Regions from separate parts of the Macaca mulatta genome. Here region 2 is linked to region 1. Evidence: chromatin contacts called from public Hi-C data. All regions are on one chromosome and are shown on one strand. Each heading gives the region's core, a stretch centred on a gene start, on an enhancer-like site or on the middle of the called end of the contact. The rest is flanking DNA. Distances are from core to core; before and after follow the strand shown. Region 1 overlaps PDGFRB (platelet derived growth factor receptor beta). Region 2 overlaps SLC6A7 (solute carrier family 6 member 7).

The links. A called contact is a pair of places that touch in the nucleus more often than the background predicts.
Region 2: a contact with region 1 is called in a Hi-C map of fibroblasts, with 2.4 times the contacts expected there. The contact joins two enhancer-like sites. A contact is called at or near these places in 4 of 14 Hi-C or Micro-C datasets (fetal cortex germinal zone, fetal cortical plate, fibroblasts and 1 more).

What each region holds. Positions count from the first base shown.
Region 1 is chr6:159,109,109-159,115,373 of T2T-MMU8v2.0, forward strand. All of the region lies in intron 1 of PDGFRB (platelet derived growth factor receptor beta), which reads right to left. Among named protein-coding and RNA genes, the nearest start is that of PDGFRB, 14 kb to the right of the region's middle. Within about 2 kb of position 4,118, at least 6 of the 40 cell types and tissues checked have an H3K27ac peak or open chromatin away from gene starts, as enhancers often do.
Region 2 is chr6:159,179,361-159,186,036 of T2T-MMU8v2.0, forward strand. It overlaps SLC6A7 (solute carrier family 6 member 7), which reads left to right. Exons shown (of 14, transcript NM_001266791.2): 14 at 1-1,167. Among named protein-coding and RNA genes, the nearest start is that of SLC6A7, 23 kb to the left of the region's middle. Within about 2 kb of position 4,596, at least 11 of the 40 cell types and tissues checked have an H3K27ac peak or open chromatin away from gene starts, as enhancers often do.

The DNA.
Region 1 (6,265 bases), core at 2,868-5,367:
TTCAAAGAGCGGTCCCCATGGTGAAGCTCTGCCTTTTTGACTGGCCAAAGAGAAGATTCTAGTCACCATGAATCGTACTGGGGTGTTTTGAGGCGGTGGGGGCTAGTAAGCAGGAGGGGGTTACGTTCCTGAGGCTAGAGTCACGTGAGAATCCACCAGCCCTCTCGCTCCACGGATGGAATTTCCGTGACTATTCAGCCACAGACTTGCTGTGTGGGCTTTGACAAGTTGTTTCCCTCTCAATTAAGAGTTAGACAACAGGCTGGGCGCGGTGGCTCACGCCTGTAATCCCAGCACTTTGGGAGGCTGAGGCGGGCGGATCGCAAGGTCGAAAGATCGAGACCATCCTAGCCAACTTGGTGAAACCCCGTCTCTACTAAAAATACAAAAATTAGCTGGGCATGGTGGCGCGTGCCTGTAGTCCCAGCTACTCGGGAGGCCGAGGCAGGAGAATCACTTGAACCTGGGAGGTGGAGGTTGCAGTGAGCTGAGATCATGCCACTGCACTCCAGCCTGGTGACAGAGTGAGACTCTGTCTCAAAAAAATAAATAAATAAAAATAAAAAGAGTTAGACAGCAGTGTTTCAGGGGACTTTCCGCTGGTGATGTGGAACCCCAGGAGGTGGCCGGGAAAGAGTGGTAGGGAAAAGAGGCTAGAGGGCCAGGGAGGGCAGAGTAGGGCTTAGGGCACCCAGACATGACCTCCCAGGCCATCTTGGATGACTCCCTGACACCCCCCATTGTCCACCCAATGCATTAGGCCTCTTTGTGCTTCCCAGAGGCTGCTCTGGTTCCAGCCCATCCCAGGGAGGCCCAGGCAGCTGACTTGGTGGTAGTGGGTTTGCCTGTGACAACTTCCTTTCTTTAGGAGGACTGTACTGCAGGGAAGGGCCACCTAGGACAACCTGGATGTCACAGTCAGAGAGCAGGCACTCCCCCCATCTGCTGTACTCTCCTGCCCAGGGAGGCCTCTAGAGCAGAGAGAGGGAGGGGACCCCTAAGGGTCCCCCTTTTGCCCATGAAGAGAGTGCTGTGTGCCAGGAACCCCTCCTGATTCCTCCTATTCTGGCTAGGTTGTAGGCTCAGAGGCCCAAAGTGGAGGTCCTGCCAGCTCCTCACACGACTCAGAAGGACCCCCCTTAGGGGAGCAGAGTGAGGATCCTAAGCCCAGGGGAGCAGAGTGAGGACCCCAATCCAGGGGCACAGAGTGGAACCCCAAGTACAGGGGAGAGGAGTGGGGGGCCCCAAGTCTAGGGGAGTGGAATAAGGACCCCAAGTCCAGGGGATCAGACTGGGAACCCCAAGTCAAAAGGGAGCAGAGTGGGGGCCCCAAGTCCAAAGGAGCTGAGTAAGGACCCCAAGTCCAGGGGAGAGGAGTGGGTGCCCCAAGTCCAGGAGAGTAAGCTTGCTTGGGGAGTCATTCTCAGAGCCCCAGACTTCCCTCCTCCCAGCACATACAATTCTCCACTCCTTTCCCACCGCCTTAATCTAAATAAATCCAGCCCATCTTGGCCACATCCGCCAGCAACAGCTTCCCTCCCTCAGGGTCCTGAGGCTCCCACGACACAGGCAGGCCAGGGAGGGGGCCTTGCATTGCTGCGGGGTTGATGGGGGGAGCCTGCACATGGTGAGCACATACACACAGTACAGATGCACAGATGCCTGCCTACGCGCTTCCTCACACGCTCCTCTGAAACACAACACACACGTAGGCAACAGACCATGTGTGTGCCAAGCCCTCATGCAGGCACTAAACATGTGTACACCCACACAAAACACATGTGTGCAGCTCCCACTGTGCCCACCACCCGTGGAGATGCTCCCGTGTACAACAGTTCACATGTGTATGCAGCACATACAACATGCATGGAACGTGTGCACATAGAACCCCAAATTCACCTGAACACGCAGCCATATGCATGAACAGACAAGCCAGAAAGCCCGTGTTACTGCACCAGGAACCATTCTGAGCACTTGGCATGTATTGGTTCACTTGATCCTCAGTCAACTCTATGAGGTAGATACAGTGATCATTTCCATTTTACAGGTGGGGAAACTGAGGCAGAGAGCATTTAATAACTGGGCTAGGAATGCAGAGTCAGAAGGGGTAGAACAGAGATTAAAGTGAAATGGTGTGACTCGGTGCTCTCTGCCACCAGCTCCACCGCTTCTGTGACCAACGTGCCTGTTTGGTTGGCTCTGGAGAGAAGGCAGTGGGGACTGATAGAAACAGATGGATTTGAGAGTTACTTAGCTGAGAATCGACAGGACTGGGTGATTTAATATTGAGGGGCTGGAGAGGGAGGTATGCACCTCTGTATCTGGCTTGGAATACTGGGAGGCAGGAGTGTGTGTGTGTGTGTGTGTGTGTGTGTGCACGTGCACGTGCTGAGGGGAGGATGCCGTTTTCTGAGATGAGAATAAGGTCAAAGAGCAGGAGTGAGAGCTGCGACTGAGCAGGTTTAGGATAGGGAGGATCTGTGGGCACTGAGGGGACAGTGGGATGCTCAGTCTGGAGGCCGGGAACAGGCCGGGTAGAAATAGCAGTGAGATGAGGGAGAGAGGGCCATGCTGCAGGGAGACGGGGGTGCTGGGGGCAGGCAGTCTCAGGCCTGGGATGCTCTGAATAAACCAAATGCCTGAGGGAGGAGGAGGCCTGGCCATGGGGTTATGGGGTCAGAGTCTTGGAATGTCAGCACGCCAGAGCCCTCAGGGATCATCTATCTGATCTAACTGCCTTCCTGTGCTCGATTGTGCTTGTGGGGAAACTGAGGCTTAGGGAAGGAAAGCAAGAGGGCCCATTGTTTTGGCCTAGACAAGATGGGCTTGGGTGGTCCGTGGGGCTGAAGCTCACCTGCCTGCACAGCTCCCCGCCTCCAGCCCCTGCTAAGATGTGAGGCTGATGGCTCAAGGCCCCAAGGTTCAGGCTACAGCTGCCCCTGCCCTTTCCACAGCACACCTCTGTCCTGCCACACATTGACCTTTGTTTAAAGTCACTTTCTCTGCACGGGCCCAGCCAGGCAGGGATTGGCGACTGAGACTCAGTGGAGGTAATTTGCTAAGTTGTTGGGAGAAGTGAGCCGAAGACTCCAGGCTCCTGACCCAGTCCAGTCTTCTGTCCTCTGTACCGGGGCACTTTACAGGCCTGGGACAGACTTTGGAGGGGGGTTGGAGTGGGAAGTAAGAAGACCTGGCTCTAGTCCCAGTTGTGACACCCACTTATAGGATAGTGGTCCCCCCTGTCTGCAGGGAATACATTCCTAGGCCCCAGTAGATGCCTGAAACTTTGGATAAAATCAAACCCTATACATACTATGTTCTTCCCCCTACAAATACATACCTATTATAAAATTTTATTTATAAATAAGGCACAATAAGGGATGAACAACAATAACTAATAATAAAATAGAACGATGATGACCATATACTCTAATAAAAGTCATGTGACTGTGGTCTCTTTCTTAAAATATCTTACTGTACTCTATCACTCTTCTTCTTGTGAAGATGTGGAATGACACGGTGCCTACATGATGAGATGAAGTGAGGTGATGGCGTAGACATTGTGAACGAGCGTTAGGCTACTACTGACCTCCAGACATTATCAGAAGGATCAGGTCATCTGCTCCAAGTGATCCTGGACCACTGAGCCATGATGGTGTTGATGGCTGGATGTCAGGAGTGGACTTTGTTGATGACTAACAGGAGGGTAGTGTATATGGACAAAGGGATGATTCACTCCTGGGCGGGACAGACAGCACAGTGCAGGATTTCATCACACTACTCGGAACAGCACAAAATTTAAAGCTTTTAAGTTGTTTATTTCTGGAATTTTCCATTTAATGTTTTTGGACCACAGTTGATCTGGGGTAACTGAAACTTCAGAAAGTGAAACTGCAGCTAAGTGCGACTACTGTACAGTCCTGACCCTCTCTGAGCCTCAGTTTCCTTATCTGTGCAAAACGGTGGGCAAGATTGTCTTGGGAGCACTTTCAGGGCTGACGTGCTGTGGCCCTCAGGGCTCCACTCTGGGAAGGCAGCTGTGCTGAGTTGGAATGCTGGGCTCGGGGTGGGGGTGCTGGGGAGGGACCCATGTCATGACTCAGCTCAGAGAAGGCTGCCAGTTCCAGGCCTGGGAGTCTGTGGGGGCAAGAGGCATCTGGAGCCAGGGATGGAGTCCTCCCGCCAGCAGCTAGAGTGTAAGAAAGGGATAGCAGCATAGCCTGGGCCTGACGGTGAGTCTGGCCCATGTGGCTGTCCCCAAGCAGGCTGAGATGTGGGTGTGATCAGGTCATGTCATCAGGGAGCCCCATCCTGGGAGCCAGGTAAGACAGCAGGATCACAGGGTGAGGAGACAGTTACAGGTGGAGGGGAGAAACTGGGGAAGTGGCAGAGGTTCCCACCGCCCCTATTCAATCCTATGCTCGCTCCACTTCCAGTTGGAGAAGGCTCAGTGCTCCACCCCTGCACCATGAACCTCACCACCAGCCTCGGGATCACTCTGAGGGCTACAGAGAGAGAACAGCCTGGCACAGGCCACACGGTCTTGGAGCCACTCTCTGTGCCATGCTGCTTCCAGGCCCAGGGGCCTCTTTATGTTTCCAGGTACATACAAAGTCCCCTGAACAAAGCAGCAGAAATCGACTAAGATGGGGCCTGGTGTGGGCTCCCGCTGTTCTGGAAGTCCCAACTGGATGGCAGAACAGTGCTGGTTCCCTGGAAGCCTGCTGAGCCCCCTGCACCCACCCCTCCAGCACAGGCTCAGCTGCCTCTGGCTGTCCCACTGCTAAGCTCCTTACCTCCAATCTGTCCCCTCCACCTGTTCTCACACACCAGCCAGAGGGACCTTTCTGAAACACCTATGTGACCTTCCCAGCCCTCCTCTGCTCTCCATCCCCCTCAGGCAAAGACTGGCTTCTCCACCCAGCCTTTGAGAACGTTCCGGCCCTGGCCCTGACAGCTCCCTCACAACTGAGGGAGGAAGGCGGCTGCCCCCACAGCTCCCCAGGGCCCAAGCCAGGCCCTCACACTCGTCACTCACTCGTGCTCCTCTCCCCATGAGGCCTCCCCAGGGAACACAATGGAAAGAAATGACCTATTTTCTGGAAGTCCAAAATAAGATGAAACATCTGTCTGGAACGGAGCCAGGCTGATAAAGAACGGGCTGATCCCCCAGCCCGAGCCCCGATCCCCTGCAGCAAACACCCCCTCACCCGTCAGAGTGGGTGTGCTTGGGGGTAGGGGCAGCCATGCTGGCTGGCTACTTGGAACGATGCATGGGAAAGCACTCAGTGTGTGCCTCACGGCTGCTGGGGCCCAAGGGAGGGGCCCTTCGTCCCCAGGAAGGCTGGGAAGCAGCCTAAGAAGGAGGTCAGTGAGGGAGGGAGGCCTGCTGCACACCCCTGCCCACCGGCTGTAGAGCAAGCACTTCCTGCCTCCTGCGGCACCTTGAGGGCGACCCCCAGGGCCCTATGGATTCCTGGCCCAGAGTCCTCCCACCCACCCCGGCCCCATCTGGGCCTCTAGCAGCCTTAAAAATAACAATAATAATAATAGCTACCTCTGACTTCGTACAGTTGACCCATGAACTACACAGGTTTGAACTGTGCAGGTCCACTTTCACACATGTGAAACATTCACACCCTTCCCACCCTTTCACCTCCTCCACCTCTTCTGCCTCTGCCACCCCTGCGAGCAAGGCCAACCCTTCCGCTTCCTCCTCCTCCTCCTCAGCCTACGTAACGTGCAGACGAGGGTGAACACTTTTTCAGTGATCTACTTCCACTCAATGAATACTGAATGTATTTTCTCTTCCTTGTGATTTTCTTTTCTCTAGCTTACTTTACTATAAGAACACAGCATATAATATACATAACAGACAAAATATGTGTTAATTGACTTTATGTTATCAGTAAGGCCCACAGTAGGCTGGCTATTAGCAGTGAAGTTTCTGGGGAGTCAAAAGCTATACATGAATTTTCGACTTTGCGGTTGGCGGTTGTCCCTAGCCCCCTCGTTGTTCAAGGGCCCACTGTACTTATCACCCACTATCTGTGCTAAGCTCCTTATGTGAGTGATCTCACCGAGTCCTCAGAACAATCCCATGATATCGGTGCTGCTTCCTCATTTTACAGATGTGGAAACTGAGGCACAGAGTGGTTACATTGTTTGCCCAACAGCTTGCCAGTGGTGGCTCCAGTGTTTAATCCTGGGCAGACAGGCTCTAGAACACACAGCCCCAATGCCCATGTGACAGCCCGTCTGTGGC
Region 2 (6,676 bases), core at 3,346-5,845, 71 kb after region 1:
AGGCCAGGAGGGGAGGGACTTGCCCTGGGTCTCATGGCAGAGGGGACTTGACCCCACACCTCCTGACCAGTCAGCTCCCTTTCCCATAGGGCAGCCAGCACCACCTTCTCATCTCTATTCAGGGCCTACACCCCTCCCTGTTTAGGGGGAGCCTGTCCCCACGCACCTCAGCACAACCAGAATCTGGAGCTGGGCAGGGAGGGTAGGGCCATAGAGGCTCTTGAGGCTCCGAGGTCCTGGGGATCAAGGGTCAATGAGTTCCGTGGGAAGAAGGATCCCTGGGGGCTCCTGTGTGCGGGACTCCTGAAGGAGGTGGGAGCTGAGGGCCCTGGAGGATGGGGACATTTGCAGAGAGAGGAAGAAGAGGGCAGGGTCGGGAGGAGCTCTGGGCCAGAGGATGCTGAGCTGCCTGGGCAGAGACCAAGAGGGTTGGAGACACTGATTTTACCAGGTTACAGGAGGGTTTAAGACAGAAGGAAAACTAACAGAGGGGAGCCAGGGATGATGGGGTGGGTAGGGGATTTGCATGATGAAGAATATCATTCTGGGTCTGTGCAGGGTGGATTGGAGGGGACAGGGTGGAGTGGGGAGGCCTGTGCAAAGTGGGAAAAGGGTGCCAGTGGCCTGAGCCAGGGCGCTGGGGCTGCGGGTAGGGACAGGAGGCCCCAGCACTTCAGAGAAAGGCCACCCCTTCACCCACTGGACCCCAAGCCGCACAAGCTGGGGAGGTAGGAAGGGTCACTGTGAAGGCCCAGGGCCCCTCTCTTCCCATCTCCCTTGTCCTGGTGGCCTGCAGTGTCTCCTCCAGTTCAGGAGCTGCTAGGAAGCTGGCCTTGGTTGCTGGTGACAGGGAAACCATGAGACTAGGAGGTGGCCTACACACATGGCTGGCTGGTCCCGAGGTCACCCACCCTGCTCCAGGACATGTGCCCTGGGCCCGGTGTAGGGGTAGAGGCAGAGGGCAGAGGGTAGCCCTTGGTACTGTGGGTCCCTCAGAGAGGAGGGTGGGGTGCAGAAATGCCTCAGCACGGCTTATGCACACAGCATTCTCCCGTGGGACAGGGCTCCCTCGTGCAACTGTGGCCAGCCTCTATGCCTGTCTCTCGCTGTGTCCCCCCATCCCCTTGTGTTCTGTTGGTTTATTGTTAATAAATATCAAATGAGGTCATGCTCCTTACCCTGTCTCCTTACTGCTGAGAGCCATGAGGTGGGCAGCACAGGGCTCCCCAGCTCCCACTGGACAGGGGAGAAAACAGGCTCTGCTCCCTCCTTCCCCCAGCTCTCCTGGCTTCTGCCCTGGGTCTGACATTTCCCTATGGCAGTGGGGGGTGGGTAGGGCTCAGAAAGGAAGACAACTCCGGGCCCTTAGAGACTACTTCGTTCCTTGTCACACAGACAGACAAACCGAGGCCCACGGAGGGAAGGAAGCTTGCTCAAGGTGGCCCAGCCAAGCCGAGCAGAGCCTGGGGTGGTGCGGCCAGCAAAGCAGAGCCCATGAGCCTGCTGCCTTCCTTCCTCTCCCGCTCCTCCTCAGCCCTGCCTGCAGGTGAAGGCTGGAGCTGAAGACCAGGGTTAGGAGGAGCCAAGAGTTTCCCAGTCCGGAAGAATCTCCGGGTTCCACCCACCCCCTCCTGGCAGGGCCTTGTCATATAAAAGAGCCCCAGGGCCTTTCAAATGCGAGGCCCAGGTGTTTGCAAAGGCTTTGATTGGGGGTGGAAAGGAAGGGCGGCTGCATATTTCAGATATTAATAAATTCCCCCTAACAAAGGGCCGGGCCCCCCTCCCACTCCTCTTTGTTTGGGGCTCTGGGTGAGGGGAAAGAGATGAATTTGCTAATTTGCAAAGCGTGTGAGAATGGCCTTCAGAATTCAGGTGCTTCTTCCCACGAGGCAGGCTCCAGCCCTGCTGGCAGCGCCCTGGTACTGAGCCTTCTCAGCATGCCCTTTCTGGGCAAGAGGTGCTGTCTGCCCGGGCATGGGACCATGGACTTTTGAATATTCCTCACCAGCCTCTTGGCTGCAGCCAGGTGTCCTGGGAGTCAGGAACGGAGCATCTTGGGAGTCTAGGCTTCCCTTCTCCTCAGATTCCAAGTGTGAGATTGGAGGGTTCTAGGAGTCCATGGGTCCCACCAGCTTCACTTCCTCCTGCCTCCCCAACCCCTGCCCCACTCCTGCCATTGGGCCTGTGGTCCCTGTTCTGTCCTCCCTGGCCCAGTCTTTCCGTTTCTCCTGCTTTTTCCATTTCCTCTGCTCTCAGACAACTTTTCCTGCCATGCCACCTTCTCCTCCCTCCGTCACCAGCAACATCTCCCAACTGCCCTAGTCCTGATCCCTGTATTGACTTTAGGTCTTCCTGGCTCAGAACAGCCCCCAGCCTGGCCCTGATTACAGTGGGAGCTGACTGGGGAACAGGGAGCCCCAGCTGGGGGAACCCACAACAGCATAGCAGGCAGCTCAGAGGAAACATCAGCCCTGTCTGGAGTAGGATCCCACCCTGCAACCCGTGAATGTCCTACCCGGCGGCAAACCCACGTGCCTACAGGGCCAGCCAGGAACCTGGGTGAGCAAAGCTGTTGGTATGAGCGAGAGAATATGAGGCAACTGACCCTCCGTGAGTGCTGGAGAGGCAAGAGGGAGTGGTGGGGACTGTGGTGAACTAAAGAAAGCACGCCTATCTTAAGAGGGAGGCCACCTCTCAGAAGTGTGGGCCCGGGCTACCAGATCTCCGGGCTTTTTAAAGGCAGCTGGAAATCTGGATTTTTATGAGAAATTTCCCAATGTGCAATGTGGATGACTGATTTAAAAGTTGTAATCATGGGGCCGGGTGGGGTGGCTCACGCCTGTAATCCCAGCACTTTGGGAGGCCAAGGTGGGCGGATCACGAGGTCAGGAGATCGAGACCATCCTGGCTAACACGGTGAAACCCCATCCCTACTAAAAACACAAAAAATTAGCCAGGCTTGGTGGCACGCGCCTGTAGTACCAGCTACTTGGGAGGCTGAGGCAGGAGAATCACTTGAACCCAGGAGGCAGAGGTTGCAGTGAACTGAGATCGTGCCACTGCACTCCAGCCTGGGGGACAGAGAGAGACTCCGTCTCAAAAAAACCAAAAAAAGTTGTAAGCACAGCTCAGTTAGGGCCTCCTGTCAGCCTCTCTGCAGGCTGACTGTTCTACAGTCTCAGGGGATGAGCAGCCCAGAGGGATTACCCAGGTCCCATGGGGAGAATGTTCTGGAGCTGAGGCCAGGCCCCAGGGCTCTCCACCCTCACTCAGTCCTCTAATGTCCTGTCTCATCTGATCTGTGTGTCCATCTGAACTTGGGAGGCTGGTGTGGAGCCTTGGGAGGCATTGTATGTGCCAGGCTGGAGTGTAGGGTAGGGTGCCCCGGGGCCCTTCATTCCTGTTCTGGGGCTTGTTAGAGGGTGCCCTTGGGCACCAGGAAATGCTGAGATGGGAAGCCTGGCCGTCTGCAGCTACTGCCAACGTGTGGTCTCTGTGGCAGGGAAGGAGGGAAGGCAGTGGAAGGGCAGGGGCTCCTACCCACACCATTAGGTCAGCCATATTCCCGAGGCCAAGTAAGGGTCAACAGTCTCCAGGGGTCACACTGGTTACCTGAGAGTTCGGTCCTCAGTGGGCCCTGAGCTCTGTGTTCCCGTCCATCACTCCAGCCCAGCTCATGCTTCTGAGCAGGCCAAGGCTGTCCTGCCTTCCATCGTTGGCTTAGGCAGGTCCTTCCGCCTTGATCCAGTGTCTTCCCGCCCACCCGTTGGGATCCTGGCCATCCTTTAAGTCCCTCCTAAATATGCCCTCCCCTGTAAGCCTTCCTCAATTCCCCAACCAGATGTGGACGCCTAGAATCTTCAGGGGGTCTGACTCAGTCCTACATCTGGTGTAGGACAGCCCAGCCCTGCCTGCCCAGAGCACTCACGTCCTTTTGAGACAATGCATCTTGTTTCCATGTAGTGAAGACTCTCCTTGGACCCCAGAGCGCTTTGGGGCCACAGAAGGGCATGGTGCAGAGGCCTCAGGCTGCTCAGCCACACTGACCTGGATTTATTCCCAGCCCTGCTCCTCCCTGGCTCTGTGGTCTTGGGGAAGTCACTTAACCTCTCTAAGCTCTCATTCTTTTACCTGTAAAATATGGGTAATGACAACTCCTACCTCGTAGCAGCATCACCCATGGGCTTGGTGGGCGTGTGATACACATTTATTGATTGGAGGAACACACTTGTGTCTACCACCTCTGTCCCGCTACCAACTCCTTCAGGACAGAGATTGGACTCTCCTCATCTCTCAGTCACCCCAATGACTCCACAAGGCTGGTTCACAGCTTTGTACCATGAAGCATCAAACTGAACACAGTTCTTGGGTGGCTCTGGGGATATCCAGCAAAGAGTTAAGACAGTCGCAGGCCCCTCAGGATCCCACGTGACCCTTAGTTGCTGAGCCCCAGGGTCTGACGTAGACAGGCTCCTCCAGACTCATTTTTTGCTGGTGGCTCATGGAAAGTTTGGTTCTTTGAGCTCCAGGCCACTCCCTCTGGGGCCTGAGTCCTCGCTGAAGCTGGTCCTGCCCTGGAAGGGCGTCCGGGGCTGGCTGCCCGTCTGCGGATCCTTGGCCAACAGTTCCGCCTGCTCTGTCTCCGCCTGACTTCCTGCTGCCCTGGCCTTCTCCCCAAGGACAGAGCAGCAGCCCGCCCCCTCTGGCCGCAGGGAGGCTTTTTTCAGCACCTTCATTCAGAATCACTTCTTGTTTTGGGAAAGAAAGCCTTTTCCTGCTGAAGTCCATAGGCTCTATGAGCAGCAACCCCAGAAAACTGCAGCCAGGGAGCCAGGTTTGGTGGCTGGTGCCTGTAATCCCAGCTGCTCAGGAGGCTGAGGCCATAGGACTACTTGAGACCAAGAGTTCGAGACTAGCTTGGGCAATGTACCAAGACCTCATCTCTACATTTTTTAGAAGCCAGGCTTAGTGGTTTGTGCCTGTAGTCTCAGCTACTCAGGAGGCTGAGGCGGGAGGATTTTTGTTGTTGTTGTTGTTGTTGTTGTTTTGTGGAGTTTTTTTGAGACAGGCTCTCCTATCACCCAGACTGGAGTGCAATGGCACAATCACAGCTCACTGCAGCCTTGACCTGCCAGGCTCAAGCAATCCTCCCACCTCAGTCTCCCTAGTAGCTAGGATCACAGGTGTACACCACCATGCCCAGCTATTTTTTTACTCTTTTTATAGAGACAGGGTTTCACTTTGTTGTCCAGGCTGGTCTGGAACTCCTAGGCTCAAGCAATCTCCCTGTCTCAGCCTCCAAAGTGTTAAGATTACAGGTTTAAACCGCCTTACCCAGCTGGGAGGATCTCTTGAGTGACAGGGTAAGAACTCTTCTCTAAAAAGAAAAGAAAACCGTGGGCAGTAAAAGCCAAGGAGGCCTTAGTTATCTGCTGGTCAGAGTGGAACTCTGGCTCCACGGTCCCTCCGAATCTGCTGCTTTACCTCTCTGAACCGCAGTGTTCTCAGATGTGAAAAGGGGAGAATAAATTTCCCTTTGTGGGGGATTAAATGAGATAAATTAGATGCTCAATACATATTTTTAAAATGTGATCAAAGTGCTTAGCACAAAATGTGGCATGCAGGAACCCTCTAGATGGGATGCATCTCATTAGCCAGCTCTCCCTTGTACAGATAAGGAAACTGAGGCTCAGCTCCCACCTCCAACCAGCTTGGGGAGAAGGAGGCTGGGAGATGGCGTGCCTGGAGCCAGGGACAGGCTAAGCTGGAGGCCCAGGCTTGCCAGCACCATCTCTGTGCTCCGAGGATCCGGCCTCAGTGTCCCCATTTGTAAAGCAAATGGGTTGAACAAGGGCGGAAGGCTCTGCAGAGGTGCCTCGGTGGAGGGAGGTGAGCAAAGGGGAGCTATCTGCACCCACCCACTCCATGCAGCCTTCTGCTAGGGACCACGCCACGGGAGCTAGGGCAGGGAGCAGCACCCCCTTCAGAGATGGATTGGGATTGGCTCTGCCTGGTGGGAAGGAAGTCTCGTTTCTCCTGCAGGATAAGTTTAAGGATTCAGAGCCCTGAAGGTTTCTCCAGTGAGCCAAATGCCCTGCCCAATCACGAGGAGTAGGGGGATACCGGGTGAGCGTGGGCACAGCGATAAAATCATCACAGTCCCAAGCCTGGCTTGACCTTGACTCTGCTGATCCAAGGTCAGGGTCTCAGAGAGCTTTGGGGCTTAGGGTGGCAGGACTTAGAGGCAGGGGAGGGGCCTATGGTCAATATTGATCTAGCTGAGTCAGGGGAGGACAGGGAAGTGGGAAGCCTGGGGTGGGGCTCCCTGATAACTGCATCTTCAGGCTGCCATTGAGACTGTGGAAATGGGGTGGGGACAATGGGGGGAGGGGGAGGGGATGCTCCATGCAAATTCCCAAACCTGGGCGTTTACTAAAACTACAGCTGCCTGGACCCCTGCCCAGAAGAATGGCTCTTATTCTCTGAGGGTGGGGCCCAAAACCTCTGTATGTTTAGCAAACTCCCTGGTGAATCTGCGGCAGCCAGCTCAGTTCTCACATATGGAGTCCACAGGTTCACTGTCATTGCAATATGAGGAAACTGAGGCCCAGAGAGGGGATGTGACTCCTCCAAGGTCACTTTGGGAGAGGATGCTGACAGTCCTCCCTTTTCTCTT